2 separate regions of the Ovis aries genome follow, and region 1 is linked to region 2. Evidence: chromatin contacts called from public Hi-C data. All regions are on one chromosome and are shown on one strand. Each heading gives the region's core, a stretch centred on a gene start, on an enhancer-like site or on the middle of the called end of the contact. The rest is flanking DNA. Distances are from core to core; before and after follow the strand shown. Region 1 holds the start of BBX (BBX high mobility group box domain containing). Region 2 has its middle 160 kb from the start of CCDC54.

Region 1 (5,035 bases), core at 774-3,273, 350 kb before region 2:
CCCCTCCCCGCGCGGGGAAAGTACCCCAGTCCCCGGCAGCCCGGCGTCCGCGGCCGGGAGACTAGAACTGGACGTGTCATTAGCAGGACAGGCAATGGTTTCAAAGCCCCAGGCCAATGACCATTAGCAGAGGCAGAGCTCGCTCCGTCCCCATCCCCCACCACCTCCACCCACCTTCCCCTTCGTACCCCCCCCCACCTCCACCCCACCTCACGAAACTTTTCAACGAGATCCACCTGGACTAATCTGTCCTCAGACAGTTAAAATACTGACTAGACCCTACAAACCGGGAGAGAAGGGGAATGCACGTTTTATTTTCCTTTCTACAGAAAGGAAAGCAAAAAATAGCTTCTCTCTCCGTCTCTCCCTCTCCCCCCCCCCCTCCTCTGTCGTACATGTTGTGTCTTAGCTTTTTGCATCGTTTCGTTTTACCTTCCTCATTTAGCTGAAATGATCGTGGATATTTCACACATAAACGTGTTCCAGATTCTTGGATTCAGGGTCCTTGTAAATTACAGGACTCACGTTAAGTTTCATACAATACCAAAAAATAAAAAAATAATAATAATACATTTCTGAGGGTGAGCGAGCGAGACGAGGTGGAGGAGGAAAAGAAACCTCGAGTCTGATTTCGGTAATTTACTAGCGACCCGGATCGCAGCAAATAACAGTGTAACACGAGTGTGGCTTAAGGGGCTGGGGAGCTCTTTCTAGAGCCATCGACCCCATCCCCGGATAAAGGATCTGCAAGTTTTCTGTCATCGCGACCATGCAATGCCATAACTTACCTTCAGAAATAAGACTTTAAACAGCCAAGGCCTTCCTCCTCCCCTCCACCACCACCCCCAGTTTCGCTCCCTCCACCTTAAACTTATTGACACAACATAATCCCACATTCAAGCAAAATCCTGACACAGCCTCCCTCCTCCTCTTCCCCCTCCTCTCTTCCCTCGCGTTCTCTCGTTCTCTCTCTCTCCCGTTCTCTCCGGTTCTCCCTCTCTCTCTCTTGCCCTCCCTCCCCCCCGCCGGCTTTCCCTCCCTCTTCTCTCTCCCCTACTCCCTCACCCTCTTCCCCCTCTCCCCCTATTCTTCCTCCTAGCCACTCTGGCACTAAAACAGCACTTTCTCTACTCGCCGCGCATTTGGTTAGGGGTGGGGGGGTGAGAGGGCACCGATCTCCGGGGCCGGAACACCCAGATCCCAACTCTCCAGATGAACTGTTCCCGGTCACCGACGCACTCGAAACGTTCAATCAATCCACTGAGGGCTGGCTGCTCGTACCTTCCTCCCTTGCCCCGACTCCCCAGGCCCCACCTCCCCGGCAGCCGAGCCCAGGCTGGGCTCCACGTACTTTCGCCGAGATGAAGTTTGGGGCTCCCCGGGCGGCCACGAGCCGCCCGCCGGCGTGAGGGCTCTGTTGTTGTTTTCCTCGGGCTGCTCCTGCCCGCGCCCCGGCTCCCGTGCCCCTCTCGGGCGGCGCTGCCTGTGTGCCGAGAGGTGCTGGTTGCAAACGCAGCCTGGCACCGGCTGGCCTACTACTCCCCAGCCCGGCCCCCAGCCTCCCGCCCGCAGGGCACTGCCTCCGCGCCCCCCACCCGCCGCCGGCGCGGCCGCCGCGACCCTCGCCCCCGACCTCTCCCGACCCAAAGTTTTGGCGGAGGGGGAAAGTGCCCAGGGAGCGGGCCGGCTGGCGGCGGCTCCGGACGCGCGGGGTTCCCTCCGTCTTCCTCAAGTCCAGCCTACCGGCTGCCGCCGCCGCCGCCGCCGCCGCTGCTCCTGCCGCGGAGTCCTTGGGGCTGCAGCCCGGCGGCTCGCAAGTGAGTAGGAAAACAGAAAGTGCGGGGAGAGCGCCCGAGAAGGGCTGGGGATGGGGGGCGCTTACCTCGCGGGCTCGCCGGGCGCGAGGGCGTGTGTGTGGCTCGCCCTCAGTGGCCAGTCAGGGGTTCTCTATGGGAAAGTGGAGAGGAGCTCGCGGAGCCGCTCTGCCTCCGCTTCACTGTACACTGCTCCACATACAGTACATGCAACCCGGAGAGACTGAAAACACTCATTTTATATAAGGCAGCCTGCCATTGGTCCGCTCCCTGACGGACAGGCCGCGCGACCAAACAGAAGGCCCGTTACACCCAAACACACGCACACATACACACATTTTACAGAGACACACAAAGATCATCACATTTTCTATTTTCTAATGTTCGGGACCTGTAGACAGTAGGAGAGGACAGGTAGAGAGGCCCAGCAGAGTGGGTTGAGAGGGAAAAACCCTGTCTGCACCAAGTTGCAAGGCTTGAAATTGGTGTCCTTTTGACTTGGGAGGGTTATAGTAATAAACTACAACTCCACTGGATATGGAAGTGAGGGTTTGTTTTTTTTTTTTTTTTTAATCGTTGCCTTGTGGTGCCCCATGGAAGAGGCGTGCATTGTGTTATGATTTTACAGCATGACCTGGCTAACAAGTGGCCAGGAAAACCTTTTATCAGCTTGGATTTCTTTTGTCAATGGGTTAGCTATCACATAGGCCAAAATAGTCCAAGATAAGTTTATTAGGACGGTAATGGATTGAGGTTGTTAATGCTTCATTCGTAGGTAAACTGAGAAAAATCAACACAACAATACACAGAAACAAAGATAATCATTTTGCTGAAACAGCCACTCTACTTTTAGCTGGTCAGAGGACTGCAGATCACCTGTGTGCACATACGAACTGCTGTAAAGTAGAGTAAGTCATGGAAGGTGGACTATTGACCCTTTTCCTTAAAAATAGGCCTTTTGAGTCAATATAGGCAAGATTTGTATTTTGCATATTATATATATATGATATTTACACTACATATTTCACATCATATATGAGCATTTTAGGTGACTTTGGGAGATGGTGAACCCAAGGACTTTGCCTTCTGATATTTTTTTTTCCTATGATGTGTCTTTGACAGATATATATTTGACAGTCCTATATAAGCAAGTCAACAGGTTGCTGGGAAAACACCATAGCTGGAAACTGTGAGAAATAAATTCTAGACCCAACTCTTAAACTCACTAAACAGTCTTGAGCAATTAATTTAGCCCCTCTAATGCTCAGATTTAGTTTGGAATTTTGTTTTCATTTTTTTCTTTTTTAAGTTACAGTAAGAACCTTCTCCCTAAATGTTCCTTCACTAAATGTTTATTCAGCATTTACTGTGTACCAGGCATTATCATAGGCTCTAGATGTTTCCTTAAGGTTCTTTCTGATTTAACAGTCTGTGAATTATTCTTAAACACAAACATTTTGAAGATTAAATAAACACCACGATTTTATGGCCTAGATGTGTAGCTTTAAAACTTAAAGGAAAGCTGGATAAAAGAACTTATTTCAAATCCCTCTTTATTTCTTTATGTTATCTTGAGATTTTTCTCTCACATCCATAAAGTTATCGAATGAGTTTGTATATACGCGTGTGTGACAGAATGGAAACCAGAAACAGATACAGAGAAAATTTAAATTTGTAAAGTTTAGAAAACAAGCAGTGGTATTTGGAAATGTGATGTTTTGCTTATTTTTTAAAGGAAAATAATTTTTAAAAGGAGAAAGTATATAAAATAGCAATTTAAACCAATGATGTTAAAGATTATATTAATGATGCTCTGCATTTACTTGATGGAAGGAACAAAGCGTGCTTTATCCACACTGCACACTGCTTTGAGATTGGTGCTAAGTATGATCATCTCTATTTTTTCATAAGAGAAATGGGACTGTTGAAGATAGCACCAAATCCCAGTGACAAAGGAACTTAAACCCAGGACTCTTAATACCCAACACAGATTTTTAATAACTTGATAGTCCTTCCTTCCAAATGACAAGCTTCAGGGACAAGAGGCAGATAGAAGTGATAGAGGAAAACCCAGGAAAACTTTCTCGGGATTTCACTGTCCTGTTTATTTAAGAGAAAAAGAGAGAGGGAAAAAAAAAAAAAATCAACACAAGTTGCTATATTTAATTGCTGAGTGAAGTGTTGTGAATTATTTGCTAGTATATTTAAGTTATGAAAAATATGAAAGAACAGCCTACTCCCCACCCCTCCCCTCAACCCCAAGTATAGGAAAGCATTCTTCATTTCTTTATGGTCGCAAAGTTGTTTTTTTGGTTTTTTTTGGTTGAAGTATAATTAGCTTAGCAGAATTATTTAGAGCTACATTTTCAAACTTTTAGCTCACATGTTATCAGTAAAATGACTGAGTACCCTCAATATATGTATATTTCTGTATACATTTTAAAAATGTACCACTGTATGGATATATTATTTATTTTTATGAAGCATACATTCATAAAAACTAAATGAAAAAGCATGAGATAAAAATGAAAGTTAAGGGAATTCTCTGGCAGTCCCATGTTTAGGACTCTGTGCTTTTACTGCCCAGCCTGTTCAATCTCTGGTCGGGGAACTAAGATCCCGCAAGCCGCAATGGCATGGCGAAAAATAAACAGTTTTAACATTTTCTCTCCACACTCCTATCATATAGTCTTAGCAACATGCCCCAGGATTTTGTATTCAAGTTTGGAGACCTCTGACAGTACCAGGTGCTAACTGACCAGTATGGATGCAAAAGAAGGGGATAGAAATGACTGGTTGCAAGTCATTATTGGAAATGACTATTGGAAAACTAACGGGTCCACAGAACCTTTAGGTTCAGATATTGGCACATCTTTTAACACATCTGATGTATTGGTGGTGTATTTAGGCATTATGTGGCAGTAAAAGTCATCATTCAGCATTCTCTTGCAGATCATTTATTAAGAAGGATTCCTGTGCTAGGTAGGCCCCGAGCACACCGGAATTTTGGAAAAGGAAAATTGCCTGTTACTAGAAATGACGGAATAGAATTCCAGTCTTCTGTAAGATAGGTAAAGACTTGCCAAGAAGGCTTAAACTAAATGTTATATAGTATTTTACCATTTAGGAAATACTTTTTAGAATTTTAATTATTTTATTTAAAAATAAATATCAAGAAATTTTAAATGTCAGTAGTGCCCCAAACTTTAAAATATGGAAAA
Region 2 (5,203 bases), core at 1,288-3,787:
TTCCAATTTTAATGAAAGATTATGTAATTTTCTACTTATTTGATTTTATGTTGCATCTCTTTTCTGCTGAAAAGCATGATTCCGAATGTTAAATGATTGCATATTTACTTTTTCCCTTAATATATATATAGTAGTTTCAAAATAACAGTACCAATGTGATCATGAATTATAGAAGTGCTAAATGCAGTTTGATACAGCTAGGTTTGCTTCAGGTTGTTTTCAAGTCTAGGTTGCTTAATTAAAAAGAAAATTAAGTCCAAAGTGGGGGGAAAAAAAAGCAAGCCTTAAATATTTATAACTTTTTGAGTATAATATCTAACTCATCTTCTCTCATTTTTATTGATATAAATTTTTAAATTCATGAATCTTTTTCTGAACACCTTTTAGCAGTATCCTACAAACCCTGATATCATATTTTCATTATTTTTTTTCTAGAAAATTTCATTATCAGTTGTTGTTTTTCCTTGAGCCAAGCTAAGTTTAATAGAAAACTTAAAATTTCAATGTGGGAAGATTTTCTTGTGCTTTGCTTGTTATGGATTCATACTTTTATCATGTCATTGATGGAGAATATTATTTGTATTTTTCTTACTATAATTTATTGAGGTATAGATGTCTCTGAATATAACTACAGACTCAACTATTACAAGTGTTTTTGGTACCATTTTTGGTCTTGGACTAAGAGAAGTATACTAAAGTGCTACTAATGTATTTCTAGTCTCTTTGACTCTTGTAGTTTCTGCTAAGTAAAAGAAGCTACTGTGTTATTTGCTGCATATCTTTCATAAATATTTTATTTTCACTGTGATGGTAGCCTTTAAACTTGTAAAATGCTCTTTGACTTGGTAATAGGCTTTGTTCTAAATTCTGTTTAATTGGATTTCAAAATATTAGTTCTTTCTTTGTAGTTTCTTGACATACCTTTTTGCCTCCTTTCATTATTAACATTTCTGAATTATTTTGTTTTTGGTATGTGTTTGTCTTTTACGTGCAGCAAAAAGTTGGATTTTGTTTTAGGATCAACCGCTTTGTTCGTCCTTGTAATATGGGGGGTTAAGTCCCTATTAGTTGATATGTTTGGTCTCAGATAACTCACTTTTATTATATTTTAATGTAATATGTGGCATATTTGGTGATAAGTACTAATGAGGAAGATAAAGGAGGACAAGGAGTGTAGGAAATGCTGCGGGAAATTTTCTATTTTAAGTAAGTGGTCAGGGAAAGCGTCATGGAGAAACTGACTTTTGGACATACTCTTTTTTAAAAAAAGTTATTTATTAGGCTACTCTGGTCTCAGTTGCGGCATGCAGACTCTTAGTTGAGGCTTATGAGATCTAGTTCCCTGGTCAGGGATTGAACCTGGGGCCTCTATATTGGGAGCACAGAGTGTTAGCTGTTGGACCACCAGGGAGGTCCCTGGACATACTCTTGAAGTAGGTGAAGGAATGAGTCATTTAGATAAGTGGAGTAAGATTTATCCTGACTGAGAGAACAGCAAGGCCTAGAGACACATGATTACTTGGTGTGTTTTCAAAGACCAGCAAGGAGGCTGGTGTGACTGGAATGCTGTTTGCAGCCGAATACTAGGAGACAGGCCAGAAGGGATAAAGTCAAGAGTATCAGATAGGGCCCTCAGTCTCAAGGAGGGAAGAAATATCCCTTGAAGAGGAATTTTGTTGCCACATGTTGAAATTATATTACTTCGCCATCCCATGGTAATAAATTAATAACTCTGGGAATTTCAGCCTAGGTGGGAGAAGAAGCCAGTCTTAGCGGTTTTATATTTTAAGGTGTAACTCAAATTATGCGTGAAATAGTTTAATCTCTGCTGATTTTGAAGGTTGGATTATGAAACACCTTCCAATGCAGTGGAAACGATCCTTGACTATATTCTCAAATCTTTGATGGTCTAGTTTCTACGTTATATTCTACCCCCAAATTCATCAGCTGTAGCTTCGCAACTTCAGCTTTTTTGCCGTTTAGCTGAAGGTGTGAATTCACAGGGGAATAACTTTATTGAAACATAACAATGAAATGTATCTTGACTAATAAATGTTTAAAAGGCAGAAAAATACAAAAATTCTATACAGAGATGCTTGACCAAAGGCTAGCACACAACATAGAAGTTTTTTTCTAAATTCTTTTAAAAAGTATTCAGCTTCAAACAGTTTTTCCTTTTTATACAGATATCTGTTGTTTCAACAGAAAATTGTATGACAGAGAAGGTAAAATGAAATGCGTGCATCAATGTGGGAAGGTTTAAGGGTAAATTAAGTCTGTAATCCAGAAAAACTATGTTCAAGATTGCAGTGGATGGGAACAGAGAAGGGACAAACTTTAAATACAGGCAGGATTATTTGTCTTTTTGTATTTCGTTTGGCTGCACTTTAATTTTCTCCTTCCCCCCCCCTTTTTTTTCTCACCTTTTTTTTTTAAGCTAAGCTGACAGTGAAATGCTGTCTGAATAAGTCACAACTCACAGAAAACTGAACAGTGCATTGTAAAATAGGACACAAAGCAAAAGACTTCATCTTAGAGCTGAGATCATCGGGCTGGGAAACACAGACCCAGTGCCGCAATTCAACAGCGTTTCTGAGAGCCTGAGACAGTTTCCGAAATTTTTGATATGCTATTGCCCCCTGCTGTTCACAGTGAAGTACTGACAACAGAAATAGGTTTTCCTAACACTCCAATGTTTTAGCGCAATATCATGCTATCAGAGAAAGTTAGACAAAGCATTTCAAAGATTTAACATAGAATAATTTAAGGAGTTGCTTTCTAAAAAGCTATTAAAGAAATCCCAAAGCACTTTCCCTACTCCCCAATATATCTAAAAGAAATGTATGATTCGGTTATTTGGCTAATGAATGCAGTTTGTCTTTTAAGTTTCTGAAGAGAGCAGAGCACAAGTCAATTGAGATAGCTGATGAAGTGAGCAGAGAAAATGGAGTGCCAAATGTGCCAAAGGAGAGGGTAATGAATAATTTACATACAACAGGGGTGAAGCAGTTCAGTGGCGAACAGATCCTTCACATTTTTCCAAGGATGTTGGAGAAAACTGTTTTGTCTCCACAGAAGAGCGTGGATGGGCTATTTGTGGGCCTTCAGGTCTTCTGCCCCTTGTTGTTGGGTTTGGTCATGGAAACTTAAAACCATTAGGATGTGAATTTGGGTCCCTGAAGCAGAGCAGAAGGACAGAATCCTTGGAGCTGATTTCCTGATTTACTCTGCCATTTCTAAAAGGGTCAGGTCTATCTCCTGGATGGAAGTCGGTGCATATGCAGACGTGTGTGTTTGAGCATGGGAGTTCATGTTATTTGTTTCAGAACTATAGCCACTGTGGGCTGCTAGAATTATCTGTATTCCAGCTCTTCCATGGGATTAGGTAATAAGGTGCTGCCCGGATCCCCTCAGATTCAGTAAAAGCAATTTAAAAAGTAGGGGCCTTGTTTCAGCGTTTGATTTTTGCTCAGACTCTTTCTCCATGAGGAACATGACTAGAGAAGAATCTTTTAATATTTACAAAATCACATGTATATTTATATACAAAATTACATCCTGTTAGGATAAACCTAGAAATCCAGCCTGAACTACTCTTCAAAGATTTAGATTTGGCTCTAGATATTGCTAAGAATGCTGTTTCTAACTTCTGAAGTCCCCACCTCAAATCACAAATGGTGGATTTTGAGAAAACATTTAAATCATTTATTTCAAATAATAATAAGCTGTTTCCTTAATACTTGAGGCAGTTGCATTCAGTGTTGATTTTAGTGCTTGTAGCATTTTGTTTCTCTCTCTTATGTGACATTTTAATGTTTATTTACTCACTTAAATTTATATTCTTCATTATGTGCTGTGCTTAGTTGCTCAGTCGTGTCCGACTCTGTGACCCCATGGGCTGTAGCCTGCCAGGCTCCTCCGTCCATGGGATTCTTCAGGCAAGAATACTGGAGTGGGTTGCTATGCCCTCCTCCAGGGGACCTTCCAACCTGGGGATTGAACCCAGGTCTCCTGCATTGCAGGCAAATTCTTTACTGCCTGAGCCACCAGGAAAGCCTCTTCTTCATTATGGCAGATGTTAAAGATAGGGTGAAAAATATGATAGAATCTGCCTTTAAGCTTTTTATAGTAACTTAGCAAAATGTAGAACAACAATATGATGATCATATAAGAAGGAGCCCAAGAGGTAGAAAAATAATTTCCCCACCCTTTTTTATTTTATCATTTTATTTCATTTCTTCTCTTTACTATTTTATTTTATTTGTATTCATTTTATTTTTTAAAATTACAAATCAGGAAAGCTGGCTATCCTTTTTATGTATCTTTACATGATCCCTAGTACTCTAGCACTTTATACAAGTGCTTTATACAAGTTTGCACACATTTGTAGTAAATACCCGCTAAATGAAATATGAGCACTTACTTACTAGGAGCCTTTGTACTATGCTGTGCCTATGTAAACTAGATACACATTTGATTTCTACAGAGGAGAAGAGTGAAATTAGGAGGAATTTATATAGACCTGGAAGGAAGTATTAGTAATATTTGTTTCTATTCAAATGCTAAAGTATATTTAGAAACTTTTTAAATGAGAAAAACTAAAACACCAAAATTCCACCATGTCAGTACTTGAATCTCTTTTTAATGATTTTCATAAGTTGCATATGAATTTTCAATATTTCTGTCTGTGCAGTTCTTATCAGATCTGGCTATATGCAGCCTACCTGGTAGAAACACAAAGACAGAGAGCAATGAATGATGATGCATGTGTTTCAAAAGGAGGCTGAAACATTTTCTTTTTGGTCAAGAATTAATTTATCAGTGTTTCATTGTACAAAATTCATAGTATATTGAAACATGCTTTTTGCCACCTTGATGGTATAACCCAAATTATCTGCTGTTATCAAATTGTTCTACTCAAATTGTATTGAATGCCAGTATCTAAGAAAACTGTAAGCATAAATGGTTTCCGAATTTCTTTGGGTTACTGAGAAATGGATCTTCTCTGCAAATATACTATGTTATACTATAGAGTATATGAGGCTTCCCGGGTAGCTCAAACGGTAAAGAATCTGCCTGCAATGTGGAGGACCCAGGTTCAATTCCTGCGTCAGGAAGATACCCTGGAGAAGGGGGCAACCCAATCCAGTATTCTTGCCTGGAGAATTCCATAGTCAGAGGAGCCTGGCGGGCTACAGTCCAT

Evidence for each region. Hi-C and Micro-C count contacts between places; a contact is called where the count stands out from the background.
Region 1: a contact with region 2 is called in a Hi-C map of muscle, with 5 times the contacts expected there. The contact joins the promoter of BBX here to the enhancer-like site in region 2. A contact is called at or near these places in 2 of 16 Hi-C or Micro-C datasets (mixed tissues and muscle).

Annotation. Positions count from the first base shown.
Region 1 is chr1:173,193,950-173,198,984 of ARS-UI_Ramb_v3.0, reverse strand. It overlaps BBX (BBX high mobility group box domain containing), which reads right to left and starts at 2,023. Exons shown (of 17, transcript XM_060417221.1): 1 at 1,883-2,023. It also overlaps the pseudogene LOC132659967.
Region 2 is chr1:172,844,490-172,849,692 of ARS-UI_Ramb_v3.0, reverse strand. No RefSeq gene overlaps it. Among named protein-coding and RNA genes, the nearest start is that of CCDC54, 160 kb to the left of the region's middle. Within about 2 kb of position 2,537, at least 6 of the 54 cell types and tissues checked have an H3K27ac peak or open chromatin away from gene starts, as enhancers often do.